2 separate regions of the Anas platyrhynchos genome follow, and region 1 is linked to region 2. A link is a contact called in public Hi-C data. All regions are on one chromosome and are shown on one strand. Each heading gives the region's core, a stretch centred on a gene start, on an enhancer-like site or on the middle of the called end of the contact. The rest is flanking DNA. Distances are from core to core; before and after follow the strand shown. Region 1 overlaps CXXC4 (CXXC finger protein 4). Region 2 overlaps CXXC4 (CXXC finger protein 4).

Region 1 (4,312 bases), core at 866-3,365, 74 kb before region 2:
AAAAAATAAAAAAAAAGAAAAGCAAAGCAGGGGGGCACAGGGCACGCTGCGCAAGGAGCTCGCCGTAACGCCACTTAGGCACAGCCGAGGGTAATGAGCGGCGTCCCAGCAGGAGCTCAGATGGCAATACCTCTTCCTAAGCCACAAAATTGCTGCCTTTGCAAGCAGGAGAGAATGCCTGGCTCTTGGAGAGGGCTGTACCCACATGCTTCAGGTCCTTCGCCATGCTTTGCTTGGCCCTGCAGCATCCCAGGCTGCAAACCCTGCTCAGTTGGCGTCCAGCACAAACTCAGCAGAGCCCAGAGGCACAACTGGGCCTCCACCCAGCACTAGCACCTGATGCTTCGGTACAGCAAGGAACCAGTGGCACATTTTGTAGGATCACTTGCATAAACGGAAGAGATCTGTAGAGTTGTCCCTGTGTGTGGCAGGGCATTCCTCCTGATATCCATCTCCGAGCTGGCCGAGTTGTGTGGGTTGGGAAGGTAGCTCAGAGCTTCCCCTACCTGGAGTTTCCCAAGAGGTTTTCATTTACTTGCTTTTTAAAGACCAGGCAACACGTAACAGTCTAGTGAAGTTTTCTGTCATTTTTGAAAAACAGCCCATTAGGCTGAGCTCTGCCTCTCATGTCTCCAGCGCGAGCCTGGGATGCTGCAGAAGACTGCTGGCACTGTACTGGTAGGAGCAGACAACGAGAGTAAATTTGCATGGGTCACACGGCTCTGGATGTGCCTGTGTGTGGATGAAAAGAAAGGCCTGAGAAATGCCACGATAAAAATCCCCTTTGGGTTTTAGGGCTCCTGGACGTTAGCGTGCAGCCAGTGATGGGCAGGAGCCCACTCCTTGGCTTAGAGAGCTCAAAGCTCCAGCTCTTGTGGTGGAGGCAAGGTGCAAGGATCTGGCGTACTTGCAGTGGTTTCAATGAAGGGCAAAAGCAGGCACTCAAATGGACAGGGAAAATGGGCTGCAGATTTTCTTTCACTTTGGGTGGCTTGCACAGCTCCACAACCTGCTCCTGTTTCCTAAGGCTTAAAGGGAACCCATAAGACACACGGAGGTAGCACCGTTTTCCTCTTGCTCTTGAGAGTCAGAGAACAGAAATTATGACTCATGTTAACACCTTTGTGCATGCTGTTTTTCCCTCTTCTTCAGTGGGAAAAGTTGCAGCTTGCTCTCCCGATGTCACTGGAGTTGTTTACTGCCTTTTTTTTTTTCCCCTGTGCTTCCTACATTATTCAGGTTATACTAATCACCAGAGGGGAAGGAAACAACTCCAGAGCAGATTGAATTACTGTTTAATTGGGCATCCTGTGAAATAAACATTGTGACTTGGATAAGATTAAAATGTGAGTCACAAGTCTGGTGAGTTTTTGAGTGTTAGAGAACACAGCGAGGGAATCGGGCAAGAACAGCAGCTCAGAGCAGCGCTGGGCACGGTGACTTGTTTTCCCGAGGCTCAGATGAAAGCTGTGAAGGACAGAATTGAGCAAAATTGTCAGTTCTTTATTTAAGAAGAACTACGTTGTTAAACACATTTCCTTTTGTATTCATTTGCCTGTGCTGAATCCATCCGTGAACGCCCTTTGGAATTGCCCTACTGCCCAATGCAGCCAAGCTCTTAGATACTAAAGGACTTCACCAGCAGCACCAGCACCTCTCGCCATTTACATCTGATATGTTGTGGTAGTTCTGGTGAGTAGATTTGCTGCAAGAAACCAGTGGCAGGCACAGAAATGAAAACTCTGTTGTAGAATATCTGTTAAAATAAGCATAGTGAACGTGTAACGACAGCCTCACTTCATTTATCCGACCTGATGCTGCACTGAGGGACAAGGGCCTTTGCTCAGCCGCTTGGGCTCCCACTTCACAAGCTTGCCCAAGTTCACCTATCCCTGGAAACTGCTTTCTCCTGAGGCAAAGGAGAGGCTGGCTGAGGTGGAGGAGTGATGGAGGGAGCTGCCTGACAGGGCCTGCCCTGCCCTGCCCTGATGGAGGCCTTTGCCGCCTGCTGACCCCAGAGGTGGCCGCACAGCAGCCGCCAGGAATAAAAGCTTCCCTGTGACAATCCCCTGAGCTCCCTAGGCCTCAGGCTAGTTATTGTGGCTTGGAAATTGCAAAGGTTTGCTGTTTGCCACCAGGTGGCCTAGCTATTCCACCGTTCACGAGGAGCCAGGCCTCCATTAGGGAGCAGCAGCTGGAACTTTTTAAGCTTTGCGTATTTTTTTCTTCCCGAGCCGCCAGCTCCCCTTCTTCCCCCTTGTTCGGTTGATTAAGAGTGAGCAGGGCTGCTCTGATTTCTCAACCAAATCCTTTCCTCAAAGGAATTGAGGAAAAATTGGGCTTCCACCAGTCCAGCCCTGGCTTTAGAGACTAAGCCCAACCATCTCTGCTTACCACATAGTCCAAAGGTGCTCATGCCATAGTGACGCAGGTAACCGGGACCTCTCCTTGTGAGATTAATTCCTTTGTTCCTTGCCTCAGGTATGCCTCTGGAAGTTGGTTTTGTGACATCCCAGTTCTGCGCCGGTCACATAAGCAGGGTTGAGAGCTGCCTTACGCCCCTGAAGCAGAGCAGAGTGGATTTGGTGGGTCAGAGTGTGTGACCCAGCAAATGGGGGTTGGTTTTTACAACCATAGGCAGCTTGGGACACGAGCAATCCCCCTGCTCAGTAGGTTTGGGGAAGCCCTTTGGGACCCGTCTGAGCTAACAGCTCCTTGGGGTTAACAAGGAGCTGGTGTTATAGATCTCTCCGTGCGGTCATGGACCCGTCTTGGACTGAAAGGAGCTCAACTCGATCTAAAAAGGGGAAGGATGATAGTCTCAGATGTTTGTCTCAAGTGTTTTTTGTTTGTTTGTTTGTGTTTGTTTGTTTGTTTTGGATGAGAGGGGTAAGGAAAGCTCTAGCTGGTGTCATAGCAGTGTGAAGTAAGAATAACTAGGCTGATGTCAAATGGTGTTAGACCAAAATGCAGGTATTCGGAGGCCACTGAATGGCTTCGTAGGAGAAGGAGTCACGATTTCAGGAGATGAGTTATTTCCTGTGCGGTGACACTGCTGGCTTAGTTTTCTATTTTCTACCATCTATATAATGCCGGAGAGCTTTTGGAAGGTACTTTCAGAACAATTCTCAGTAACTAAAGTGATTAACTAAGGTTGTTAATTTGGTTAAAACGTCCATGATTCATATGTTTACTGGTCTTTGTAATCATGCATTTCTGTTCCAATGTGAATGGGGACAAGGTATGATGATGAGAGGCATGAACATCACGTCAGAGCCCAGCAATAGAAGCAGCTCCCCGAGGTGAGTTGACATCAGCTCTTAAACTGGTGCCTGACAATCCTCAATCGATGGTATGCAGTTTCTGGATGCCCACGCTCATAATACAACTGCAGCACAAGCGATAACTTCATCGAGCAGATTTTCCTAAAGGATGTGGTGATTGAACTTTCAAAAATACCAGTCATTTGGAGGAAATTTCAGGAGTCTTTAAATTACTTTGGTAAATGGATTAGTTATAAATAATAAATACCTGGGAATCGGTAGAGGCTTTCAGTTGCATCACAAAAATGTCGTGAAGCAATACTGGATATTTCAGCTACTTTAACCTAGCCTTGGGCACAGAAGAGTCCAATTCTGATCATTTGCAGGATAAGCAATCAAATTCAGGGTAACGAGACCTTAGCTAAGGTGTTACTCTGGATTTACACCTCTGCAGATAGAATCAGATGCTATCTCCTAGTCTATGCATCCTCTGAGAATAAAATTAATTTTGAATTCTCGTATCATCTGCTTGCTTGTGCACTTATTTGCTAACTGTCTGACTGAGTGAGCTATTCTGGGTCAGTATGATTTAGGCATCCTTTATTACACAGTTTCCAATTCAGTACATTTTTTAATCAAGACTAAATTGAAGTCAGGTTCCAGGTACATATAAATATAATATATATTTAGTGAATACATTGAAAACCCCCAAGTCTAATTTTGAATGTAACTATAATAGCACGAAAAAATATGAAGGTTCTTTTATTTTATAGAGGAGTGTTAAAATATTGCCACTTCTTAAAGGCAAGTTAAGACCTATTTTCATATTTTCAAAATCACATTAGCTAAAAGCTTGTTAAGGAATAAATAGTCCAGAGGATAATTGAGACTTAGCTGGCTTAAGCATTAATGAATCAAAATCAGATGCCAGATCATTAATTAATTCTACAAATTATAATGTTGCCATTACTGGCAAATACTATACGAACTAATACCAAGAAGCAAATTAAACTGCATAGTTTTCCTTCTTACTCCGTATCTTTTGCCAA
Region 2 (4,324 bases), core at 443-2,942:
TGTAATGCAGCATTACTCCAGAGCCAGGGCTGATGCTAAGCAGGTCAGAAGAGCTGTCACTCAGTGAGCTCGTCCTGACGGCGGGGATTAGCATCAAATAGCCCGACATGTTAGCATAAAGCAGAAAGCTCTCTTACTGAGGGAAGTTTTGTAGAGAAATTCTTGGACAGCGGTTTGTTACCATCATGCAACACAAAACCCAAGGCACCACAATGCAAAAGAACACTACAAATTAAACATCCAGACCACTGCTCAGCTCCTGCTTTCACCTAGGACCTGGCTGGTGACTTCTGCAGGCTCTCCTCGGGCAGAGACAATCAGCCAGAAAAGCACCACACACGCTGTCAACCACCTTCTCCCTGATCAAATCCCCACAAAGACCATCCATCAGCCCCTACCACGGATCCACCCTGCACACGCAGTCTCGCAAGCCAGAATTATCCTTGTTAACATTCCCTCCATTAATGAGCAATCCCCACTGGTCCCTCACCCAGTGGTAGGAGCCTTTGCACGCACAGTCTGACAACTCTATCATCCGCGAAACGGCTGCTGCGGGCTATGGCAATCTCATACGGACTGGTCTCCAAACAGAGGGGAGGCATGTTTCTCGGCGCCAAACCTACGCTTAAATCTCTTTCCCCTAGAGCTGCTCTGCCTTCGGCATCTTTTTTCTCCTGCACAGAGCCTAGCGCTGGCTACGATGCCTCATTGGTTAGCTAACTGCTTCTGTCCTTCGGGATTTCTCATACGCTGTTGATAAAAGAGCCAGTGAAAAATATATCCATTAAATGCTTGGCCTCTGCTTGCTTGTTTCTCTGCAAATCCTTAAGAAAAAAAAAAAAAAAAAGGAAAGAAGGAAAAAAAAAGAAGAAAAAATGTACTCAAAGGCTGCATTCAGTAAGCTACCTGGGCTGGGAGGTATTTCCAGCCAACGCCTGAGACTTGCTGCAGGTCCTGGTTCCCTTCTTGCAGCCCGTGAGCACCATGGGCTGTCTGTCCGGACCGAAGGAGAGCAGCAGCAAGACAAACTCCTGTGCAGCGTGTCACCACAGCTCCCAACCGGAGGGAAGAGCTTTATGAGGCTGTGTGTGGCTCTGAGTCCCACTCATTCCCTGGTACGTCTTCTGAAATTTTCAAGGATGACAATTAAGACTCATCTCGGTGATTATTTTCACGACACCGTCAACTCTGCTGGACTTTGACCTGCAATTTATTTTACATCTGCTTTCAAGCAAACAGCCAATGGTGATCGCCGCCTCCTGGGACGGAGACGCTGGTGATTTAGAGAGAACAGCTTTTATGTCATTACCAAGCTCGTGCCACCAAGTCCTCTCCCACCCACTCCCTGGCGGCCAGCTACTCAGACCCATGACCCTTCCAAATATATTTTCTCCTCTTTTGCTTGCTCTGTAGCCAAACGGCCTCTGTTTGCTGGATAGCACTCATTTTGGAGTCCGCACACATAACAAAATCTGCTCCCTGACGCTCCTTCTCCACTTCTGATCCCTTCAATAGCACTGCGATAATCACGCTTTGCCCTCCCTTTATCTTCTGCGCTCTTCAGCTCCCTCCCACACACAATGTCTGCGGCCCCACCGGCAGCCAGGGCGTGCAGAGGGATGGATGTTACTCAAAAACATGAGGGGTATTTCTCTTGTGTTGATGGAGCAAATTCCTTGTGTTGACGTAGTGCAGACTGGCACACTGCTGGCGCACTCCGGCTTCCCTTGGACATGCAGTACGTGACACCTAAGAAGCCTCTAAGCCCGAGACGTCCTCATGCAACAAATCATCATTTTCAGCCCTTCACTGCTAGCGTTGCCTCCCTCTTTCACATTTGTCAGCTTGTCTGTACGTTTGCCTTCCTCGCTTCCTCGTCTCTGGAACAACTTGTTCGGATCACACAACTCCTCCCACCCCACATGCTCACCCGGCACCCAGATTCTCTCCATAAATTCTACTCGATTTAGAAAAAAAAATAATGAAAATGAATGAAAGAAACTTCCGTATCAATGAGAGCATGCGGAAAGCCCTGCTCACCCTCTTTAGGATCCCCTTCTGCTCTGCAAAGCCTTAGCCTTCCCTCGGAGAAGTTGTGGGAAGACAACTACCAGTGGGCTCTTCAGCTGCCGCGCCGGCACGATGAACGGCAAACCCGCTCGCTGCAGCAGCTGTAGTCTGCTTTCTTTGCACCACAGGAGGTCTCACCACCATTTCCAGCACCACCGCGTTGCAGCAGACCACCTCTGGTGCTCTGTCCACCCGCCCTACGGTGCCTGAGCAGCTCCAGCTGAGGAGCAGCACCCTCTTGTTGAGGCTTTGCTCATCCTCTCCAGCCCTGAGCTGCTCTTGGTTCCACCTCTGCTTGAGCACTCCGCGGCTGCTCTTTCCTCCTCACCTACTGTGTTCAGTGATCTCCATCCTGAACTCTGTAGGACTTCCCATAATTTTCCGGTGTTTATTAAGATCTTCCTTCTACCTCAATTTTTAATGCTGCTTCTGCACTTTCTAAACCACTGAATAACCCATTATTAGCTCCTAGTCAAATGAAGCCTGACACCAGCTAATAATGATCCTGTACAGAAATACAGCGGAGACCACAGCCAAGACAGCCTGGAAGTGAAAGGAACACTGTCCTGAGACAGGAGAGGAGCTACCTTTTAAAATGGCCATCTCTTGTGAGACTGAAATGAGGAAAGACACTATGCAGAGCAGAGGAAAGAATAAAGCTCTATGGTGGCTAGGGAACAGGCATTTGATGAGTTTGCTGCCCGCTCAGAACGCAGTATCCAGCACGACCCAGGCTGCTTTTATTCCTTTCAAGTTCTCGTATTTCACTCGGCAGTGTGGTATCTGGTTAAGTACAACGAGACTCTGGAAAACTGCAAAAAAATTCAATAGGCTTAACGCATACCTGGCTATGGATTTTTATGGTCTTAATTAAGAGGATGCCTAGGAGTTCCAGGGAGGAGAAAATATTTCCCATAATGTCTGAGAGTAGAAGTTAACAAGCCTGCTGGGATCTTTTTAGCCCCTGCAGAGCTAAGGCTTCAATATTATTAAATGGCTGTCGCATCTGAAGTATGGTGCAACATAACTCAACAAAGAACAGCACGCACGGGATGCTGAAATGGGGGATGACTCCAGATTACGCCACAGCGTAATTCAATTTCAGGACAGGTGTCTGCATGTGATTGCACATGATATGGCTGTGGAAAACAACAAGGGTACCCAAAAGAAGAGAAAAGAGACGCAGCAGGCTGGGCTCCCAAATAGCAAAGAGCATCAAGCCAAACAGCCTGCTTCAAGATGTGGTTCAGTATGATCATTCAGGGCAGATGAGCTTTCAACAAATACAGACACTACAGAAGCAAAGAAATGCTTTCTTCGGATGGTGGTGCACCTCAGGAAGCAAGGTATCTGCTGGCAGTTTTTAAGCACATAGTAGGTGACTTGGGAATTGTTAGCAACAGAGGCCAAGTCCCAGGGACTTCCTTACAGGGACACGAGTTACTTTCTCATTCCTCCTAACTCACTTGGGTACATCCGAAAGCTTATCCTAAGCCTTTCCCTGCACAATCAGCAGCTGCTTCCCCTCGCAAACAGTGATCAAAAGGATTAGGCAGTATTTGGTGAGGCTTCAGGGTGTACACTCTAGGTTTGCCTGCTTAGAAATATCTTATTCGCCAGCCAAACTCTTAAAACACATGCATGGGTAGAGCTGGAAAACTAGCAGCTGATACAAATTTTTAGGCTATTTGGAAAGCTCTTGTTCTCAGCCATTGCTAGGCATCAAGCGCATGACACAGAGTACTGAAATTAGTATCTCTATTTTATTGAACTGCCTGGAGTTCAAATGAAACAAAAATGTAGTACCAAGATGTTGCTATTCAAAAGGGATCATTTTCTGACATCCTAATTCATTCCCCAGCCAAGCTCAGTCTTCCCTGACTTCAGTAATGGTGTTAGGTGTCAACCTAGCAAGCAGACCTGCATGGAAAGTGGCCCAACAAAGCAGTAACGTCAACACACACACACAGCCAAACAAAAATTGGGACTGTTGTGTTGAACTGCCGCTATATGGTTACCCACCCTGAATGAGCAGTACCCAACACCGTGTTCAAGTATCCACTGGCTTAAATGTCTCCTCGCTTGAGGAAGGCATGGGGAATACAGCCCACAGCCCTTGGTACAAACAGCATTGGTAAGATTCTCCAAAAGTGCCGTAGCTGACACAGGGGTCCAAGTCATGCTGGCTTCTGTGCTCCTCAGATTGAAATAAAAATTCCAAAGAGACTTGGGTAAGACAGAAAGACAGAGACAA

What was found. A called contact is a pair of places that touch in the nucleus more often than the background predicts.
Region 1: a contact with region 2 is called in a Hi-C map of liver, with 1.7 times the contacts expected there. The contact joins two enhancer-like sites.

The regions. Positions count from the first base shown.
Region 1 is chr4:9,456,059-9,460,370 of IASCAAS_PekinDuck_T2T, reverse strand. CXXC4 (CXXC finger protein 4) reads right to left here. Exons shown (of 8, transcript XR_011808829.1): 7 at 2,395-4,312; 8 at 1-1,467. All of the region lies in intron 5 of LOC106020089 (a long non-coding RNA gene), which reads left to right. Among named protein-coding and RNA genes, the nearest start is that of TACR3, 97 kb to the left of the region's middle. Within about 2 kb of position 2,115, at least 2 of the 8 cell types and tissues checked have an H3K27ac peak or open chromatin away from gene starts, as enhancers often do.
Region 2 is chr4:9,381,344-9,385,667 of IASCAAS_PekinDuck_T2T, reverse strand. The region is part of intron 6 of CXXC4 (CXXC finger protein 4); the gene reads right to left. Among named protein-coding and RNA genes, the nearest start is that of CXXC4, 88 kb to the right of the region's middle. Within about 2 kb of position 1,692, at least 1 of the 8 cell types and tissues checked has an H3K27ac peak or open chromatin away from gene starts, as enhancers often do.